4 separate regions of the Mus musculus genome follow, and all the other regions are linked to region 3. The links are chromatin contacts, called in public HiChIP or PLAC-seq and promoter capture Hi-C maps. All regions are on one chromosome and are shown on one strand. Each heading gives the region's core, a stretch centred on a gene start, on an enhancer-like site or on the middle of the called end of the contact. The rest is flanking DNA. Distances are from core to core; before and after follow the strand shown. Region 1 overlaps Cnot2 (CCR4-NOT transcription complex, subunit 2). Region 2 overlaps Cnot2 (CCR4-NOT transcription complex, subunit 2). Region 3 holds the start of Zfc3h1 (zinc finger, C3H1-type containing). Region 4 holds the start of Cnot2 (CCR4-NOT transcription complex, subunit 2).

Region 1 (4,255 bases), core at 874-3,373, 1.1 Mb before region 3:
AAAGAATGGTTTAACTGGAAGATTTTTGTTAACTGTAAATGTGGATATTCAACTTTAGCCGTGAGTTGGGAGGGACAAGGGCTTATGGGGAGCCAAGGACAGCAGCTCTTGTGTTTGCTCCTCCTTGCTGGTAAGCAAGTAGCCCTGTGCCTTTCTCAGTCATAGGACACAGACTTCTTTTAAGAATGATGTCACCACAGAGTACCTTTATTAACCCTTTTGAAGGCACATAATATTTTCAGAGTTAATTTGGAGAGGGTGTAATGAAGTAAATTTGTTTTGAGTCTTGTATTAAAAGTATTAAAACCTCATAAAACCATCACATGTTATATTAAGACAGACCCTTTTGAGTTTAGATCCTAGTCTTCAGTGTGTCTTACGGGGAAGGGGGGGGGATTTAAATACCTACTTCTCAAGATACATAAAAAATTTGGATAAACTATAGCTTTTTCTTTAGTTTTCTTCATACTAGGCGGGCAAGTTATATGTCTAATTGTTATTGTGATGTCTCTGATTTTGAATACTTGATTTGGTGTCCAAAAGCTTGATCACTATGGCCTAAGCTTTCATTTTAACTATGTAAAACTTCATTTAATTTAATAATAGAAACATCCATTATAGAGTCAGTTTGTTACCAAGCACAGTATTATTTAATCTTCAGTAGCCAGTGTATGTTGAGGGTTAAAAACTTGAGTGAGATTTCAGAATAGCTTGTGCTAGTTAGATTCGGGTCAGAATGAGTAATTTTAGAGCATTTCCTTTCTGTGGTTACAGGGTATTGGTTTTGTTTTAAGTATACACTTAAATTTGCATTTCTAGTGGTGATCGTGAAAACTTGTATTCTTAAATCTTAAAACTTGAAGCAAAGTGCTGGCACAAACCTGTAACGTAGGAAGTATTCTGGAGGCTGAGTGGGTAGAGTTATGAATTTGGAGCCAGCTTGGGTTATGTAGGGAGTTTCAAAGCCAGGCTAAACTCCCCAGCAAGACTTTGTCTTAAGCGTGGGGAGGGGCAGCAAGATGGCTCTGTGGTCCAGATGCTCGCCAACAAGCCAGGGGCCTGAGCCAAGCTCTGAGGGGAAAGTGGAAAACCACGGTGCTCTCTGCCTGCAAATAAGCCTACAAATAAGCAGCTACAGTACAGACAAAACCAGCTTGAAAACAGTTTGATTAAGATCACTAATCCACTTAGCTTTCAGATAGCTAGACACCAAAACCACTCTGTGGCTTTAAATGACTGTTCTCTGCCATCTGTGAAATGGGAGCGCTTGAGATGTGTGTGTTTCAGCTCTTTGTTTCCCTGAGATTTTAGTGAAGTTAAAGTATAACCTTGCTTTAAAAAAAAATTGTCATTAAGGGATATTGGGAAGTGCCTCATTTTAAACATAAACAAAACGTCGGGGTCGTTCCTTATTTTGGTTTTGCTTTTGTACTTTATTGGAATGCTTTATTTTAAACATCCTGTAATCTTCAGTCTTTTGCATTAGAGCTGTAATAATTTCACTTCTTATTTCTAAGTAAAATTTGCACATAATTTTTATGAATACACATTTCTGAGTTACTGATCCTACATTCAGAAGTCTATACTGTGTACCTGCCAGATAGTAGGCAAAGGGCACTGCTGTTGTCTGGACTGCTTACTTAAAAGGGGAAAGAGCTAGTATGTGTGTGTCTCTGTTTTCTTTAGGTGGACTCGTTTTAATTATTCATATAGAAAATATATCTTGACCAAAGGGGAGGGGGGAACCCTTAAAAGAGACACTTAGACTAGTGAGATGCCACAGAGGGAAAGGCTATTTCCAAGGAGACTAATGACCTACCCAAATTTGATTCCCAGAACATGTATGGTATAAGTCCTATACCTTGCAGATAGTCCTCTGGCCCTCACACATGACTGTGTTTGCACACGCGCCTGTGTGTGTCTGTGTCTGTCTGTCTGTCTTCACATACACACTCACAGTAAATGTTTTTAAAAGAGCACTATGAAGTAATTTAAATTCTCAATTTTGATGTTCTTTTGTAGGAGTTCCATCTGGAATATGACAAATTAGAAGAGCGGCCTCACCTGCCATCCACCTTCAACTACAACCCTGCTCAGCAAGCCTTCTAAAAAGACTTCCCTTTTCTTGGGGTATGGCTGTCTCAGCACAATACTCGACATAACTGCAGAGCTGATGTGGCTCAGGCACCCTGGTTTTAATCCCTTGAGGATCTGGCAATTGGCTTACGTAAAGAAAGGGTCACCATTTGAGGTCCTGCCTTACCAATTATGTGCTGCCCAACAACTAAATTTGTAATTTGTTTTCTCTACTTTGAGCAGGGTCTGAATTTTTTCATTTATTTTCTTTTTGCCAGCAGACAGACTTGGGTCTATAAAGACAAGCAAGTACACTGACAGAAATTACCATTTAGTTTCTTAAATGTAAAAAAAGAAAACCCACAAAAGACTCAACAAAATTAGACCACAAAATTTGCATTGTTCATTGTAGCACTATTGGTAATAAAAGAACAGATGTTTGTGCATTTTTATGTGAAGATCCTTCTCGTATTTCATTTGGAAGGATGAGCGAGGTCTGCTTCTTTCTTTTTACTTCCCCTGTGTTTCTGAAAGGCGGTTTGGCCAGGCTTACTGCAGGCATCCGACTGTAGAGATCGCCACAGTCTCTGGGGCTCCAGGGCTGCGCTGTAACTGAGCTTCATCCAGAATGAGCAAAACACTGTCCAGTCTTTGTTACGATTTTGTAATAAATGTGTACATTTTTTTTAAATTTTGGACATCACATGAATAAAGGTATGTATGTACGAATGTGTATATATTATATATATGACATCTATTTTGGAAAATGTTTGCCCTGCTGTACCTCATTTTTAGGAGGTGTGCATGGATGCAATATATGAAAATGGGACATTCTGGAACTGCTGGTCAGGGGACTTTGTCGCCCTGTGCACTAAAGGGCCAGATTTTCAGCAGCCAAGGACATCCATACCCAAGTGAATGTGATGGGGCTTCAAGACGTGAACTGAGACAATTCACTCTGGCTGTTTGAACAGCAGCGTTTCATAGGAAGAGAAAAAGATCAATCTTGTATTTTCTGACCACATAAAGGCTTCTTCTCTTTGTAATAAAGTAGAAAAGCTCTCCTCACTGCAGTGTTGGCTTTGATTTGAAATTGTGACATTTCTTCTTCTCCAGAAAAACACAGAGGAAAACCTCAGGTTTTACAGATTCTGAATGGTGTGACTTGATGTCAGTCGTCCTCTTCTTTTCCGATGTCGGCAGATCTGTTGATGGGGCCACCCTGGGCCCCTTACTTAGGAAGGTGGCCTCAGCATTAGCTGAGGGGAGCATTGGGTAGGTTGGAGCTACGTTGCAAGTTAGCACCTGACCAGGGTGGGACCCAACCAGAAAGTTTGTTCTGTGAGAAATTGATGAGGAATTTGGTGGTAGAAATTTGAGATTTATTTAGTCTTCATGAAATTTACCTTCAGCTTGCTGACCTGGATGGTTCACACTTGCAGGTGACTGAATTCTTAAACTGTGTGGAGGCAAAACTGTGGCTTAAACTGCCAGGAGGACTAGAGATAGGGAACAGGCTATGTGGAATACAAGTTTTCAGTTTTTATTTTTAACCTGTTTTCCTAGTTGAGTGAATACTTACTGACATAGCCTAAGTAACGTTTGAAAAGTAACATTTATGAATGCTGTTTGTGTGTCAGGAATGTATAGGAACTTTGAACTTAAAATTCACCCCTAAGCATTTAGAGATAGCCAAAACGGATTTTTTTTTTTTTAAAAATACCATGATTGTTAAAAACATTGCAGAATTTAGAGCACCACCTCAGCGGTAAAGGTGACACTTCAATAATTACAGTTTTAACTCTTGTGACAAAAATCACAACAGATGCTGCACTATTTAAGATATGCCTCATCCAAATCGTTGATACCAGTTTCCCTCAAATAGTGGTGAGGTATATCTTAAACAGTGCGCTCTCTGTTGTGGTTTTTGATACTTACTGTGAACTTTAACCTTATAAAATAAGACTCCCTATGCAACCGCCAGCAATTGGTGGGCAGGAGAAGACAGTAGGAGGGAGGGAGGGAGGGAGGTGGTCTCCAATGATTGATGTAGCAGCTGAAGCACGGTCATGCGACTGACAAACAAGGAGCTCACGTCAGGTTTGTTGTGTTGGGTCTAATTCTTAGCAGCCATAGGCAGAAAATTTAAGTGGACACTTATTTCAGTTTTCCAAGTTAT
Region 2 (4,725 bases), core at 642-3,141, 1.2 Mb before region 3:
TATGATAGTAAATATGTTTTTTAAAAATTTGAATGTAGAATTATAACGGATAGCAACATTATTTAGTAGCTATATATACTACTATTCAAGGTAAATGTTTTATACTATTAAGGCTATTTGTACTGAAATGTGTCTTATACATTCTTTGTAGAACTATCTTTAAATCTTTGAACTTTTTGAATTTTAATTTTTATTTTTGAAACAGCATGATAATTCTTATCTCAGTTTCATTTTTTAACCTGACATGTACAGTGCATATTTATTTTGTAGGTATTTACCCAGGTTAAGAAGTAAACATCATTAAAAATCCTTTCCCCCCAGTGTCAAAAAGTGAATCCTATTGTAATGTGCATGAAATTGGTGTTGCAGTTAGGCTGATAGAACACTGAATTGGGTTTTTAATCTAATAATTGTTTTAAAAATACCATATATTTACATCCTTTAGCGTGGAAATAATCTTTGTGAGCGACATGAATCAATACATATATAGCTTACATTCCTAGCATCTGAGTATAGGCAGTGGGGTGGGCCATCTAGTTAATGATTGAATTTGAATTAACTGGTCATTTGGAGAATAACCAGAGAATATTTAAGACACACAAAAAAGCTTGGGGTCAGGGGGTGGGTGGTTGTTGTTGTTGTTTTCTTGTTTTTTTTTTGTTTTTGTTCATCTATGTTTCTTCCTGTTGTGTGTAATGTCTGGTATTGTGACAAAGTAGTGGAAGCAGGTGTGAACGAACAGTTTTCATATCTGATAATCTCTACCTCAGAGCCCAGTGCTAGTTGCCTGCTCTCAATACCTAGGGGGAGAATGGGACAGAGTCTAAGACAGTTAGCTGCTTTTTAGGTTTGTTCTCATTGTATTTTGTGTGCTATGTTGAATATTTTTGTTAATGTTATGTATATTTACATGTTAGTAATTTTGATGGCTTTTGGATAATTCCACTCTAGAGGGAGAACTGGTGGGCGGTCCTTCCTGTGACACGACCCTTGAGTGACAGTTCTATTTGATTGCCTCCAGTACTGTGAGGAAAGGACACGACTCTATGGTGAGGACTGATGGACATACATTATCTGAGAAAAGAAACTACCAGGTAAGATTTTTTTCCCTCCCTTTTCTCCATTTGTCATAAGTGTATTGAGCTGTTTTAAAGTAATATAAAATTGTAACTAACAGTAAATACAATCTCCTGAAAATTTGTGGTATAAGTTTAAATATTACATAATGGAATTGACAGCTTGAAATAATTGTGAATGTTTTACAAAATGACATGTTTATAATGTATATTTTTAACACCAGAACAATTTTCTGACATATGCCAAAATTTTGGATTATCTGATATATAATATATGATTTTTGGCTGGATTCAAAGGCAGTAGTTCATAAAGTATTTTACACACATTCCTGAAAGAAGGAAATGTAAATTTTGGGTTATAGTTTCTATAATAGAGTGATAGAGAAATGTACATAGCATTGAGTAGGCTATAGAAGAAATATAAATGGAATCTAGGAATATGTGACCCAGATCCTGTTTTGTCACTAATATGCTGTCCTTACAACATCAGATTCTTGTTTCGCTCCTTACTTAACACTTCTTAACACTATCCAATCTTAATTATGTAGGAATGCTCAAAAGGTAATGGAACTGTAACATTCCTATTTCTTCCTGAGCTTTCAAAAGAAGGTAAACTTTAAAGGTAGTGTTATTAAAGTGATTTTTTTTTTAAAAAACAGAACAGGTAGTGTTTGAAGTTAAGTTCTAAATGGAAACTTACTTCATATCATTGGATAGTGAATCCAATGAAGTAATATTAAATACTGAGTAAGTTCATACAGGAATAAGCCGTTAGACTTCCTGGGCAGCCGTGGTTCCACCCCGTTGCTCCCTCTCACCTCAGGCGGTTGTCCTTTGAGACTAAGACAGCTACTGTGACACACCAGCTACTCACAGGCTCATTTGGTGGAGTGCAATTAACCCTTTCTTTCCATGCACTGAGGCTTGAGCAGTGGAGAGAACTGAAAGTGAGTTTATGCTGTGTCAGCCAAGAGCCTTTGGTTATAAGACTTGGGTTCTGTCTTGTAGTACCATCCCCAATAGAAGATGCTTCTGTATCTAACCTTCCTAGAGCTTTTGTCTAACTTGATTGATGAAGTTTCTGGCCAGATCTTTATTATTTTAATAAGCCAGAGTAAGCTGCGATTATGCTGGATCAGTTCTCCCTATAACACTTCTCTGATTTGTACTCATAGACTGGACTAGCCTCTGCTAATGACTAATTGTGCTTGCTATATAGCTCTTCCTACCTCAGAACCACTTCCAGCAGCTTGTACTTGTAAGACTTTGATTGGTTACACTTTTTGGGGTTTTACATCTTTGTTAGGTTTTGCTCAATCACTACAAGAATATTGTAATTATGGGTTGTGTGGCATTTTAGTGCTCACAAACATACTTGCAGACTGTGAGTATAGAGCTTTTGTTTGATTTACACATTAGCTAATTTGTGTCATGGAACAATATTCATATACACTTCTAGAATTTATACTTATGAAAGGAATAAAGCAGTTATATTTTGCCAAAAGAGTTTCTTATTTCTGCTTATACTACTAGAAAAGTGCTTTATTCTAGTCTCAATATGCAAATAATAAAAGTTTTTGAGCTTGCATGAAGATACTTTCTTGACTAGACTTTTGCTGGATGAAATAATTTTCCACTTGCCTTTTACTGTTACATAGTGGTGTCCAGTGTATATTGAAACATCTTTGGAAATAGGTCTGGATCGTAAAATTATTTCATTTTGAAAACTCCTCTGAAAAGGACATATGCATGGAAGACTGGTTTCATATCTAGCATTAACATGAATGTATTGAGAGTGTATGGGACAGTCACATAATGTTGAATCACCAAAGTAAAAAACTGTATGTTTTAGTAGCTCTTAGGAGCTTGTATATTCTAAAGTGAAAGTAATTTGGAGTTTATAAGTTTTTATTTTATAAGAATTTCGTTCTTTTCATTGTTAAAGTAGACTTCTTTGTGTCTATATAACTTCATTTATTTGAGACCTTTTGGTTTTGTTTCTTTAAGCATCTTGATAACTGACTAATATTTGAGATTAACAAAAAATATTTCTCCAAATTTCATTTCCATATAGACCTTATAGACTTTCAGTTACACAGGAGTTGAAATACTTATTTTTGTAGTAGTATTAACTTCGTATGTTTTGTCTGTCAGTAAGCCTAGTTAGGCATTTGAATATAGCAGATGAAGTTTGTTTGCATAAATAAATTAGTTTCGGAAGGCAGTCCTTTATGAAAGGGTCGTCAAGCTTTTTATAAGAAAGTAGACATTATGTCAGTTTTAGATTTTTTTCTATATTCTTCCTATAATTTACATTAATTTTGCCACAGCTATGCACATACATAAATTTAAATCATCTTAATTATCACTGTAATTCATCAATGGCTTTCTCTAATACTCAAGCTCTAAACATGGCACCTGCTTGACTTCTTGGTTGCGTTTTTATGCCCTCAATACCTCTTCTCTAACTGCCTTTGCTGGGTTTGACTATTTAGTAATTAAAAGCTGCTTTAACGCTCCATGTGCCTTGTACCCCAAGCTTTTAATAATTTGGATCTCATGCCTCAGTAATTTGATTTCTATTTTTTCAGAAGCTTCCTTAATGGACTCAGGACTATTTTTCTGTTGCTTCAAGTCCTCTGCTTGCAGTTAGTGTTGGCCTTAGCACAGAGCAGCCATCTGTTTTCTTTTATTTCCCGTACACTGTTCGTTCCATAGATAGGAGCTACCAATGGCTGCTTAAACTCAGTTATGTTAAATAATATTAAATTTTTATTTTGCTGACCATGCAAGCCACATTTTAAATGTTTAGTGTATACTGCTAGTGGCTCCTTTACTGACAACTGCAGGACAGTGCATCTGTGTGGACACAGTCAGCTTGTGGAAGACTGCAGCCACGTTCGCTTATTCTGGCACCACCAGTGTCTAATGTGGTACCTGCTCTATGGGGAGATGTTCAGTGAATATTGTTTGAATAAAATTCCAGTGAAAACCTGAGAGGAAGAAACAGGGAAATGTGCTGGCAGTCTACTGGTGAGATTCCCAAGGTTTTTATACCGAATGCAAACTTCCTTTCATTTAGCTTGTAGCTTTTAGCAATAAATTAATTTTTTTCCTCATAAAAAATGTTGAAGGAAAACACTAAGTCCCATATGAACGTTGACCATCCTAACCTTTTTCTTCAGTGCTTTTGCTTTGTAATCTTTGGTTGTTTTTTTTTTTTTTTTTAACAAATATGTATTTTCAGCTTGTTATATTTATGGAGATATTGCCATATCTCATTTCTTGTTTTATTTTTCAGAAGTAATCATTAATTTGAGTTTGGCATTTCACTCGTTCTTATGTGTAATTTTTACTATGTGTGTAGGTTTTGATATTACAGGCACATCTTTCTTTCTAGGAGTGTTTTGATAAGTTATCCCTTACATTCCACTGTTTTGAGTAGGAAAAATAAGCTTTTAGCCCAGTTAACCTTCAGACACTTTGTCAAGGTAAACACGTAACACTTGGTAGTCTAAAGTACAAGTTAATCTACTTAGTAACCATGTAAGGAGTCGGGAAGGAGTGTTTCTACCTGGTAAGTTCTAAGCATTACTGTACACAGACTAGCATTTTATACTGCAGGGAAATGGAAGTGTAAGCTGTGGAA
Region 3 (4,538 bases), core at 1,037-3,536:
TTGTTTTGTTTTGTTTTGTTTTGTTGTTTTGTTTTTTTTTTTTTTACAAAACTCTATTTTCATTGTTTGTCCAGTACAAATTACAAATTTTCATCTAGCTAACTTTACATGCTTATATGTATTTAAACATCCTTTGATTTTTAATTCAGAAAGCAAATCCATGAATGGCTCATGTTTGCATAGAATCATGGGTAAAGGTTTTCTAATCTTCATTAAGAACATTCATCATCTTTTAAAAGGTTACCTACCTGTGATTTTTCTCCAAAACGATCTTGAGATGCTTCTAAAACAATGACAGGTAATAAAAGTAAAAGCTTTTTCGGGACACAGGAACCAAAATCTGTTCTTTATGCATTCCTTGCTCAATATCACGCAGCTGGCAGAAGCACAGCTGGCCTAAAGTTCTCCATAAAAAGTATTTTGAGTATCTTCCAATCAAGTGTCAGACGTACATTTTATAGAAAATATATTAAACAGTCATCACATCATGGGAATTATAGCCAGTAATGAGAGTGCTTAGTAAATTATTTTAAAAAGTAGAAGTCAGGACATATAAACTCATAAAAACAGGAAAGCTTTTGACAATTTCTTAGCATAAATCCCGAGTAAACTTAGTAATGTTAAAGATAACTGAGAATAAGGTGAGAGGGTGCAGAAATTAGGACATTTCTTCTCCACTAGCCCATACCCTCCCTATCCATCTCTCCTTTTCTAACACACTAAGCTTAAAGTGCTGGGAAGTTTATCTTTCTCTGACCTACATGTCAGCAACACAAAAAGTTATAAAGCCAAAAAGCCAACATAGGAGAGTGAACTTAATGCATATAGCTTTCCAAACTACTTATGAATTTAAAAGAGCTGAATTGTAAAACTGGTAAAAATAAAGGATCTGCACACGCGCGTGCACACACACACACAAACACAGAAAACAAAGGGCAGCAACGGGGATGAATAACTACAAATTTAAGAAAAAAAAAATCACAAGAACAGTAAGAATTACAGAGGAAAACTTTACGAACTCTAAAGTCAGGACGTAATAAAAGTAACAGTATTCCTCCAGATGTTTGAGTACTTCTTTTCCTTAATAATCTAAGTCGATTTCCTGTTAAATACGAAATCCCAGGGCTTGCAAAAAAGAAACAAACAAACAAATAGACAAACAAAACTTGGGCTGTTGGTGTCCTGTTTAAAAACCCAGACTGTATTTCATTTCCCTAGCTGACCCGAATCCATGACACAGTCCTATCCAAAAGCAAAAGGCACCCATTCAGTCAAACAGCCTACGAAAATAGCGGTGGAGTGCGGCCCGTGACAACCGCCGACGAACGGGGGAGAGAAATGAGTGGTTCTGAAAAGTTAAAAAACTCCGGGACCTAGCCATGACGCCAAAGGGAGCTCCGGCGACACACCCAGGGCGGACCGCCACGTTAAGGATACAGCTCTTGCGGGGTGGAGAGGGTTCTCGCCAGCTCTGGCTGCTGCCGAATCCGGATCCCGCTCCTCCTGATCCTCCTCCTCCAGGAGGTCTGCACCCCGGCTTGCCTCCTCGCTCCCCCACTCCTCGCCCCCGACTCCAGCGACTCCCACCCCGGTAAGGCCTGCTGCCTCGAAAGCGGAAACGGTCCAGGGCGATGTGGCTCCGCTCCCAGAAGGACGGCCGGGGGCTGCTTTCCGACAGGGACCCCGACGGCATCCGCCCTGGGGGCGGGTGAGTCCGGAACGGTTCTTTGGGTCGGTAGCTGCTGGGTCCCCTGAGCTGGCCCCGCTCGGCCGGGTGCCGTGAGCGTGAGAAATTCCTCAGCTGCTGCTGGGAGGACGACGAGGAGGACGAGGAGCCGCCGCCGCCTCCCCCGGATCCACCGCCCCGGGCCGGGGGAGGAGGCCGCCGCCGCGGGTACGGTAACAGCCCGCCGCCGCTGCTGCTGCTGCTGCTGCTCCGGCTCCGGCTGTTGTCGTCGTCGCTGATCTCCCCGTCTTCGAGCTCCCCTTCTTCCTTCGGCGAGAGGCCGCTAGAGGCCGGGGTCGAAGGATCGGCGGCGGCCGCCATCCGGAGTGCAGCGCTGGCCACACGACCTGAAGCCCTCCGGCCGGGGACCGCCCGACCGCCGCCTGCCTTCCCCTTCCTCCTCCGCCCTCTGTCCTAACGGACCCGGCGGGCGCGGCCTTTCCCGTGCTCGGACGCCCGGCAGGTTCTGCTCCCCAACTTCCCCGCACCCCAGATCGCTCTCTCTCGCTCGTCGGACCGTCGCTCGCCAGTTCCCTCTCCTAGCGCCCCCTTGCTGCTCTTCCGCCTCGCGAGAAAGCCTCTGTAGAAGGAGGCCGGGTCCCGAGCGTCATTTCCTGCGGCACGCCGGAAGGCGACCCTCCGAGTCTTGCGAGACAGGAAGCGCCCACCCCCATGTCCGCCGCGGTGCTGGCTGGGATTTGTAGTCTCCTCTTGCTCCAGGCTTCGCCCTTGTGTCCCTGCAGTCTTAACTGTCCCCTAGCATCCCGTCCGAGGTGGCAGGCGGGGAAGGAAGGGGTTAGTGTCTGGGTTGCGGACATGCTCTTTCAGCCGCAGACCTGAGTTTCAGAGTCATTAGTCGGTGGGGAAGACATCTGCCATCTTCTCATTCATTGCTAGGGGGCCCCCGTCTGAGACGCTGGACCTAGTCTCTTTGGGACCCCGGGAGGTAGGGGAGGGCGGGGAGCGGGTGTGGCCGCCATGTTGGTGAAGGCGACTGTCTGCGCCCGGAGCTCCGGCACGTTGGCTCTGCAGGCCTAAGCCCGCCATATTAATAAAGAGACAGGAGAGTGGGCCCTCCCTCCCACCCCGGTACTGTGCACGCCCCTCTGCCCTCCCCGCGCTCTGCACCGAGCTGGCGGCGCGGGGTCGCCTGCCTCGTTTGTCTAGCGTTTGACAGAAGCTTGCTTAGCGGGCAGCGCCTCCGAAGTGGCGTAAGGTGGCGCCGAATGAGGGGCCCGGGGAAATGCCGACCAATTGCGCCGCGGCGGGCTGTGCTGCTACCTACAACAAGCACATTAACATCAGCTTCCACAGGTAAACCTGGGAGGGGAGCGGGGTGACGGAAACGGGAGCCTAGGCAGTCTTGAGTCTCGGTCGTGTCAGAAGAACAAGGTCCTCTGACTTTGGTCACTTGCCCAGCTGCGAAGAGCAAGGGGAGCCTCGCTCTTGTCCTTTGTGTGTGGGTCCGCACATCTGGAAACATTTGCTCCTTTTCCGAGGAAAGTTTACCAAATTTGAAAAAAAAAAAAGAAAGAAAGGAAGAAAAGAAAAAGAAACCCGAGTTACTATGCCTTGCATTAAAAAGTGATGAGTATACCTTTATTTTCTACTCTTTTATTTTTTATATCTTAGACCATGCCTTAAGAAGAATGACGCCATAAGGGTTCAAACCAACAAATCACTTTAGAAGCCTGCTGAGTTCGAGTTAAGATTAGGCAATTTTCACTACTGGAATTGACGTGGGAAACATTTCTAATAGTCACACATGGTAACTGAGTCAATCTAATTAAGCAATGTTTATCAAAGAGCAAATAGAAACTCTCTCTTGAACAGAATCACGCACTCACACACAGGTTGAACGTACAGTCATGTCTTTAATTCTGTTAAGTCAAACTCCAAAGCATGTGAACACCGACTTGAATATAATAGGCGGCACTCAGTAAATGGTCACCTTTCCTTCTAGAACTGCCAACTGCCTGAAGAAAAGAAATACTGAAAACTAAACTGAAAACAGTTCTGATTTTATATGCTGTACCATTATACCTTGTGATCTTAGAAATATCTTTGCTCTTTTTCCTACCTCACTGTTACTACGTGCATCCCCTAACTAAAAGCTGCCACTTTCAAAATCCCTCTGATGTTTGTTTTTAAAGTATTTCATGCAAATGTAGTGCTTTATTCGTTCTTACAGCTAATGTACACTGGGTCCCTAATTGCCGGACATTATGCTAATGATGTAGATAGTTCTTACCCTCGGGGACTTTAGAATTGAATAGAGGAGTGCGGCATAATTTCTGTTGAGTGCCACAGAAAAGACTTTCAGAGAGACCTAATTTAGCCTCAGAAAGTCAAAGGACACTTCACAAAAGAGGTGACATGTCAGATGACACCAAAGGATGACAGAGATTTGGTCTTCTATATTAAAGCGTTTTCTACTTTGTTCCAAGAGTACTTGAAGAAGCCCCATGACTATGAAAAGACGGGCACGGTTAGATTTACATAATAAAAAGCCTTCTGGCTGCTGCAGAGAGTTAAGAGTGATACTTAAAGTGCCAGTTGCACATCGCCAGAGAGGAATTTGATGAGAAGGAAGCCTTATAGAATGTTAAATCTATCTGCTGTTTCCTTCATGGGGAAATTACGTTACATGTCAACTGAAATAAACACTGATGCATCCGTCATTGTGGGTACAGGGGTACAGGAGCACTGGAAGAGGGGAGCTGAGTGAGCTGTAACAAAGGGAGCCCAACCAAGCCTGGTGTGTTTGTACATGTCTGTGACCCCAGACCAGAGGAAGAAGAGGCCAGCCTGA
Region 4 (4,194 bases), core at 1,182-3,681, 1.2 Mb before region 3:
ATTTTTAAGACAAATTGGATAACTATGATCATTATTAACAACTGTTATGAAGCTGTTTTATTGGAGACAGATCTTATAGAATATGTTGTTCAGGTTAGCCTCAAATTTTGATTGACTCTCATGCCTAAGTCTCCACAGTAATAGGTTACAACAAATGTCACTATGTCTGGCTTTGAAGATGAAGTCATTTTGTTTTTACAAGGTATTAATATATATGTATGTGTGTGTGTATATATATATATATATATATATATGTATATATATATATATATATATACATATATATATATATTCCTGTGTCATCTGCAACTAGCTATGCAGACCAGGCTGATCTGGAACTCAGAGATTGGCCTGTCTCTGCTTTCCATGTGCTAGATATAAAGATCTGTGAAATTATGCCCTGAAAAGAAGTTTTCGGTGCGACAGGATGATTTAAGATTTTTATTGAGTGCATACATCTTTTATTGAGTGCATACATCGTCACGTTGAGCCATCAATACAGCCTTTAGCAAATGCTAGGACGTTCATGGAGTTTTTCCTAGCATCCCTGTTCCACACATTAATTAAGAAAATGGTCTTATCTCACCTGGTAAAGTCCAAGCATAGCAATACTCTCAGACCTTCCCCAGTGACAGCAATGTTTAAATTTTGACAAAAATGTGTTTTTAAGTTAATATACGTAAGAAGAGTAATGAATTAGAATATTTAATGTTACTTAATGTGATAATGCTACTACATACACATTAAGGGCTCCCAATAACGAGCAGCCAGATTAAGGTGCTCTGCATTGCATGCATTCACGCACATGAGCTGCACACGCCTAGAGTAGCCAGTCTTTGAACACACTACCTTATGGCAGTAGATGCTAACTTGAGAGGAAGAGAAAGCAGACGAGACAGGAAGGCACGGTTGGGGGAGGGGCCATGTAGGACTGTGTTGTTCCTTCTTGAATTTCCCTAAAGTGAAAAACCAACAAAACACAAAACGGTGAAAAGGAGTATTTAATGAAATGAACAACCTAGCAAAATAAACCTTTTTTTTCTACTGGCTACACCAGTTCCTGTCCGCATTTAAACAAATTTGCATATCTGCTGATACTGCATATCTGCTATGTCAAATTACTTTCAAAACCATGACAAAGGTACTTTTAATTTCACCGTAGGCTATTGTATCCTATTTCTTGCCTTTAGCTTTCTATGATAAAAATATATATCGCTTCCGTTTATCACAGAATCTATATCTAACTATATAGACTGGCGGGCTGGAAGGAGGTAATTTATTAAACTACAGCAGAAACTTTATTTACTTCAAATGAGTAGTAATCCGCATTAGTAAGCTCTACCACTCAAACATGAACAGCGATACGTTATGAAACTCGCAACTTCAAAGCACAAAGAGGCTTTTTAGCAAGTTAAGTAACCGTAAAACACGAAGTTTGTGGATGTTCAAAGGTGTAAACTAAGAGTATTACAGCAATAAAAAGTAATTTCACTTTCAGGGACAGTCCGGCTTTGGAGAGCAAAACACTTTAGTTCCCAACCACAGCCACCGTATTTTCAAAAGGTCTAGTGGATGAGCCAGCTGGTCACTAAGGTTTACCAAGGGCGCGCCGGGCGGGAACTAAATAAAGTGCCACAAACACCGTTCGGTTAGATTAAGTACTCCCGGCAGTGCTTTAAAAACACGCTTCCCCCTTACTTCCTCTCACCAGGTTTAGACCGGGGGGGGGGGGGGCAGGTAAAAAAAAGGGGAGCATGAAAAGGAAGAGGGGGCGGCGATCAAACGCCTAGGTTCCAGCGGAGGGGAACTCACTGCTCGGGAGGTGCGGGCGGCGTGCGGCGGGTGTCTGGGGGAGCGCACCCAGGTAGCGCAGGCAGCGGGGCGGTGGGAGGACCGAAGCACCGCAGGCACCGCACCGCACCGCGCCGCGCAGCAGGCTGGGGACAGCCCGGGGACAGCCCGCAGGAGGTGCTCGGGGGCGGGGTGTCCGAGGAAAACACAAACACAAACACGCTGCGCGTCCCCCGGTGGGCGGACCCACGCCACCCTCGGCTTCTCCCCGCCCCCGAGGCCGCGCTCGCCCGCTCGCTCGGACCCCAGGCCGCAGCTCCAGGCGTGGCCGCAGCAGCTCCCGGCGTGGCGGCGGTCTGGCTTCGGGAGCCCGGAGAGGCCGCCCAGGCCCCACTCTCCTCGGTCACCGCCACAAGACAGCGCCGCACCTTCCGCGGGAGGCGGCGGAAGCCCGGGAAGGCTCCAGGCGAGCGTTGTGCTTCTCACGGTCGACTGGCGTACGGGCGGCGTTCCGTCCATTCGGCGAGCCTCGCTCGCTCGCCGGCTTCTGCTGCTGCAGCCGCCGTCGCCGCCGCCTTCGAGCGGAGTCGGAGCGACGGGGGTCACGGCGGGGGTCAGAGGGTAAAGGTCTTGCTCCCAGCAGCCTCCGCGGTGGATACGTCGCCATCTTGGATCCGCGGGACAAGAAAATTCATGCGGTGAGTTTTTGGCCAATTTTCGGAAGTCTGGCGGCGGGGCACGCGGCGGGGGAGGCGGATTGGGGGCCCCCTCAAGGCGGGGGAATGCCTCGGGGCTGGTCCGGTCGCGCCCGGGGTCCGCGGGTAGCGTCCCGGCCCGCCGCTTCCCGTTGCTTTTGTCTCGGCTCCAATCGAGAGAGGGAAGAGCGGAGCGGGCGGGCGGGCGGGCGGGGAGGGGGTGGCGGCGCTGGAGGAGGGAGGGGGTGTGTGGCGGGGTGGACGGGACGTAAAGCGTCGCCGTGCTCGGGCCGCCACCGCCGCCACCACCGCAGCTACCGCAGCCGCAGCCGCTCCGGAGCTTAGGCCCGGGCCCCCGCTGCCCGCCGCGGGGCTTCCCCGGCTCCCGCCGGCGCGGAGCAGCCGCTGCCGCCGTGCTGCTTCCTGGGCTAGGAGAGAAGGCAGCGGCGGCGGTGGCGGCGGCAGCAGCATCCAGGAGCCCCGGCCACTGGACACGGCTCCTGCCTGCCACGTTCCCAGCAGCTGCTGGTCCTTGAAGCTTTACGTTTCTGGCCATACACGCGCATCCTCCGCCACTTGTGTGGTTTTCTTTTCTTTCTTTCTTTTTTTTTTTTTATTTGTTTGTTTGTGTAAGATGGGGACATCGCACTGGCTAACGGGCCTCGGGAGCCTCCAGGCCCTGAGCTATACCGAAGGGGCCTTTCTTGCAAGGTGGAAAGGCGAGAGAGAAACTCAGATGCTGCTTCTGCCCCCGTGCCTGGAGTGGGAAGCCTCTCTAGTGGTGTAGCCTCTTGAGTTCCGATGGTCCTGGGGCGGCGGAGGAGGAACCCGAGCCACTCTTGTGAAGTTGCAAGCCCTGGTTTCTACTTCCGCCGGGCCCCCTCTACCTTTTGCCGTTTTGTTTTAGGTCTTCACTTCAAAGTTTCATAGAAGAAATAAGTTGGGTTAAAAGAAACCCGGTAGTTCTTAATTGAGGTACTGTTTGCTTAGGAGAAAAGCTTATAATTCTTGTTATCTGTAGGCCCTTCGGGAAATCTAATTGTAATTTTATTTTTGTAAAATTATTTCTAAGGTTTTGTTATTTGCATTTACGTTAGATCCAATCAGTACGCTTTTACCTCCAAAAGAAAATAAAAATAAATAAATCTTACACATAGGTACTTTCTTGGAAATCCTAGGGGGACATCTCCACTTTTCAACATCTGGGAAGACAAGTGTTAAGAGTGTTTTGCTTCATTTTCATTAAATCCTTAGTCAAAGATTTCTCTTTAATCATCTGGACAGTTCCTAATAAAATACAGCAATATGATCCTTAGATTATTGGCAAATGGTAGAACGTTAACCAGATCTGTTCACAAGGGACACACTTAATGTTCAAAACTGAATACATTTTCTATTACTCTCTATAGTGAGAAGTTTTAGGGAGATGGAATCGTGTTCCTATAGATTTCCCTTTCCAAATAAGTGGGTGGTAACTTTCACAACAGTTTTATGTTTGGGAATGCTTTGTATATTCAACAACAGTTCCTTCTCAGAAGTCACCTTTGTAGTTTTGTAAGGTAATTTTATTCCAAGTTGGAAGTGTTTAAAAATCCAGTACACTGAAATGGTTGTCTACATTCAAATATTTGTCTGTGTTCAGGTTTTGTGTCTTTAATATGTTTTCTAAATGGTCCCTTGTGCTCTGCCTATCCAGTCTGTTGTCATC

What was found. Promoter capture Hi-C pulls out the DNA fragments that hold promoters and counts their contacts. HiChIP or PLAC-seq counts read pairs in DNA pulled down with a chosen protein or histone mark. Capture Hi-C pulls out chosen DNA fragments and counts their contacts.
Region 1: a promoter capture Hi-C map of liver shows a contact between it and region 3, with 2.5 times the contacts expected there. The contact joins the enhancer-like site here to the promoter of Zfc3h1 in region 3. A contact is called at or near these places in 6 of 39 promoter capture datasets (3T3-L1-derived adipocytes, the C10 cell line, hippocampal neurons and 2 more), 3 of 115 datasets of contacts at active chromatin or transcription factors (astrocytes, differentiating embryonic stem cells and large pre-B cells) and 1 of 9 other capture datasets (adipose tissue).
Region 2: an H3K4me3 HiChIP or PLAC-seq map of the 230-238 cell line shows a contact between it and region 3, with 5 times the contacts expected there. The contact joins the enhancer-like site here to the promoter of Zfc3h1 in region 3. A contact is called at or near these places in 2 of 39 promoter capture datasets (the HPC-7 cell line and liver), 1 of 484 Hi-C or Micro-C datasets (B cells) and 3 of 115 datasets of contacts at active chromatin or transcription factors (the 230-238 cell line, forebrain and large pre-B cells).
Region 4: a contact with region 3 is called in a promoter capture Hi-C map of liver, with 4 times the contacts expected there. The contact joins the promoter of Cnot2 here to the promoter of Zfc3h1 in region 3. A contact is called at or near these places in 5 of 39 promoter capture datasets (the C10 cell line, cranial neural crest, embryonic stem cells and 2 more), 3 of 484 Hi-C or Micro-C datasets (the G1E-ER4 cell line, embryonic stem cells and regulatory T cells), 5 of 115 datasets of contacts at active chromatin or transcription factors (the SCID.adh cell line, astrocytes, cardiomyocytes and 2 more) and 2 of 9 other capture datasets (adipose tissue and liver).

Annotation. Positions count from the first base shown.
Region 1 is chr10:116,484,054-116,488,308 of GRCm38.p6, reverse strand. It overlaps Cnot2 (CCR4-NOT transcription complex, subunit 2), which reads left to right. Exons shown (of 16, transcript NM_001037846.3): 16 at 2,023-3,148. The coding sequence ends at 2,109. Among named protein-coding and RNA genes, the nearest start is that of Kcnmb4, 13 kb to the right of the region's middle. Within about 2 kb of position 2,123, at least 20 of the 459 cell types and tissues checked have an H3K27ac peak or open chromatin away from gene starts, as enhancers often do. A contact at or near this core is called in pre-B cells, where this site is marked.
Region 2 is chr10:116,545,402-116,550,126 of GRCm38.p6, reverse strand. It overlaps Cnot2 (CCR4-NOT transcription complex, subunit 2), which reads left to right. Exons shown (of 16, transcript NM_001037846.3): 2 at 952-1,094. The coding sequence starts at 1,047. Among named protein-coding and RNA genes, the nearest start is that of Cnot2, 34 kb to the left of the region's middle. Within about 2 kb of position 1,891, at least 30 of the 459 cell types and tissues checked have an H3K27ac peak or open chromatin away from gene starts, as enhancers often do. A contact at or near this core is called in the 230-238 cell line, where this site is marked.
Region 3 is chr10:115,382,707-115,387,244 of GRCm38.p6, reverse strand. It overlaps Zfc3h1 (zinc finger, C3H1-type containing), which reads right to left and starts at 2,286. Exons shown (of 35, transcript NM_001033261.2): 1 at 1,438-2,286. The coding sequence starts at 2,047. It overlaps Thap2 (THAP domain containing, apoptosis associated protein 2), which reads left to right and starts at 2,810. Exons shown (of 3, transcript NM_025780.4): 1 at 2,810-3,040. The coding sequence starts at 2,970.
Region 4 is chr10:116,579,748-116,583,941 of GRCm38.p6, reverse strand. It overlaps Cnot2 (CCR4-NOT transcription complex, subunit 2), which reads left to right and starts at 2,431. Exons shown (of 16, transcript NM_001037846.3): 1 at 2,431-2,489.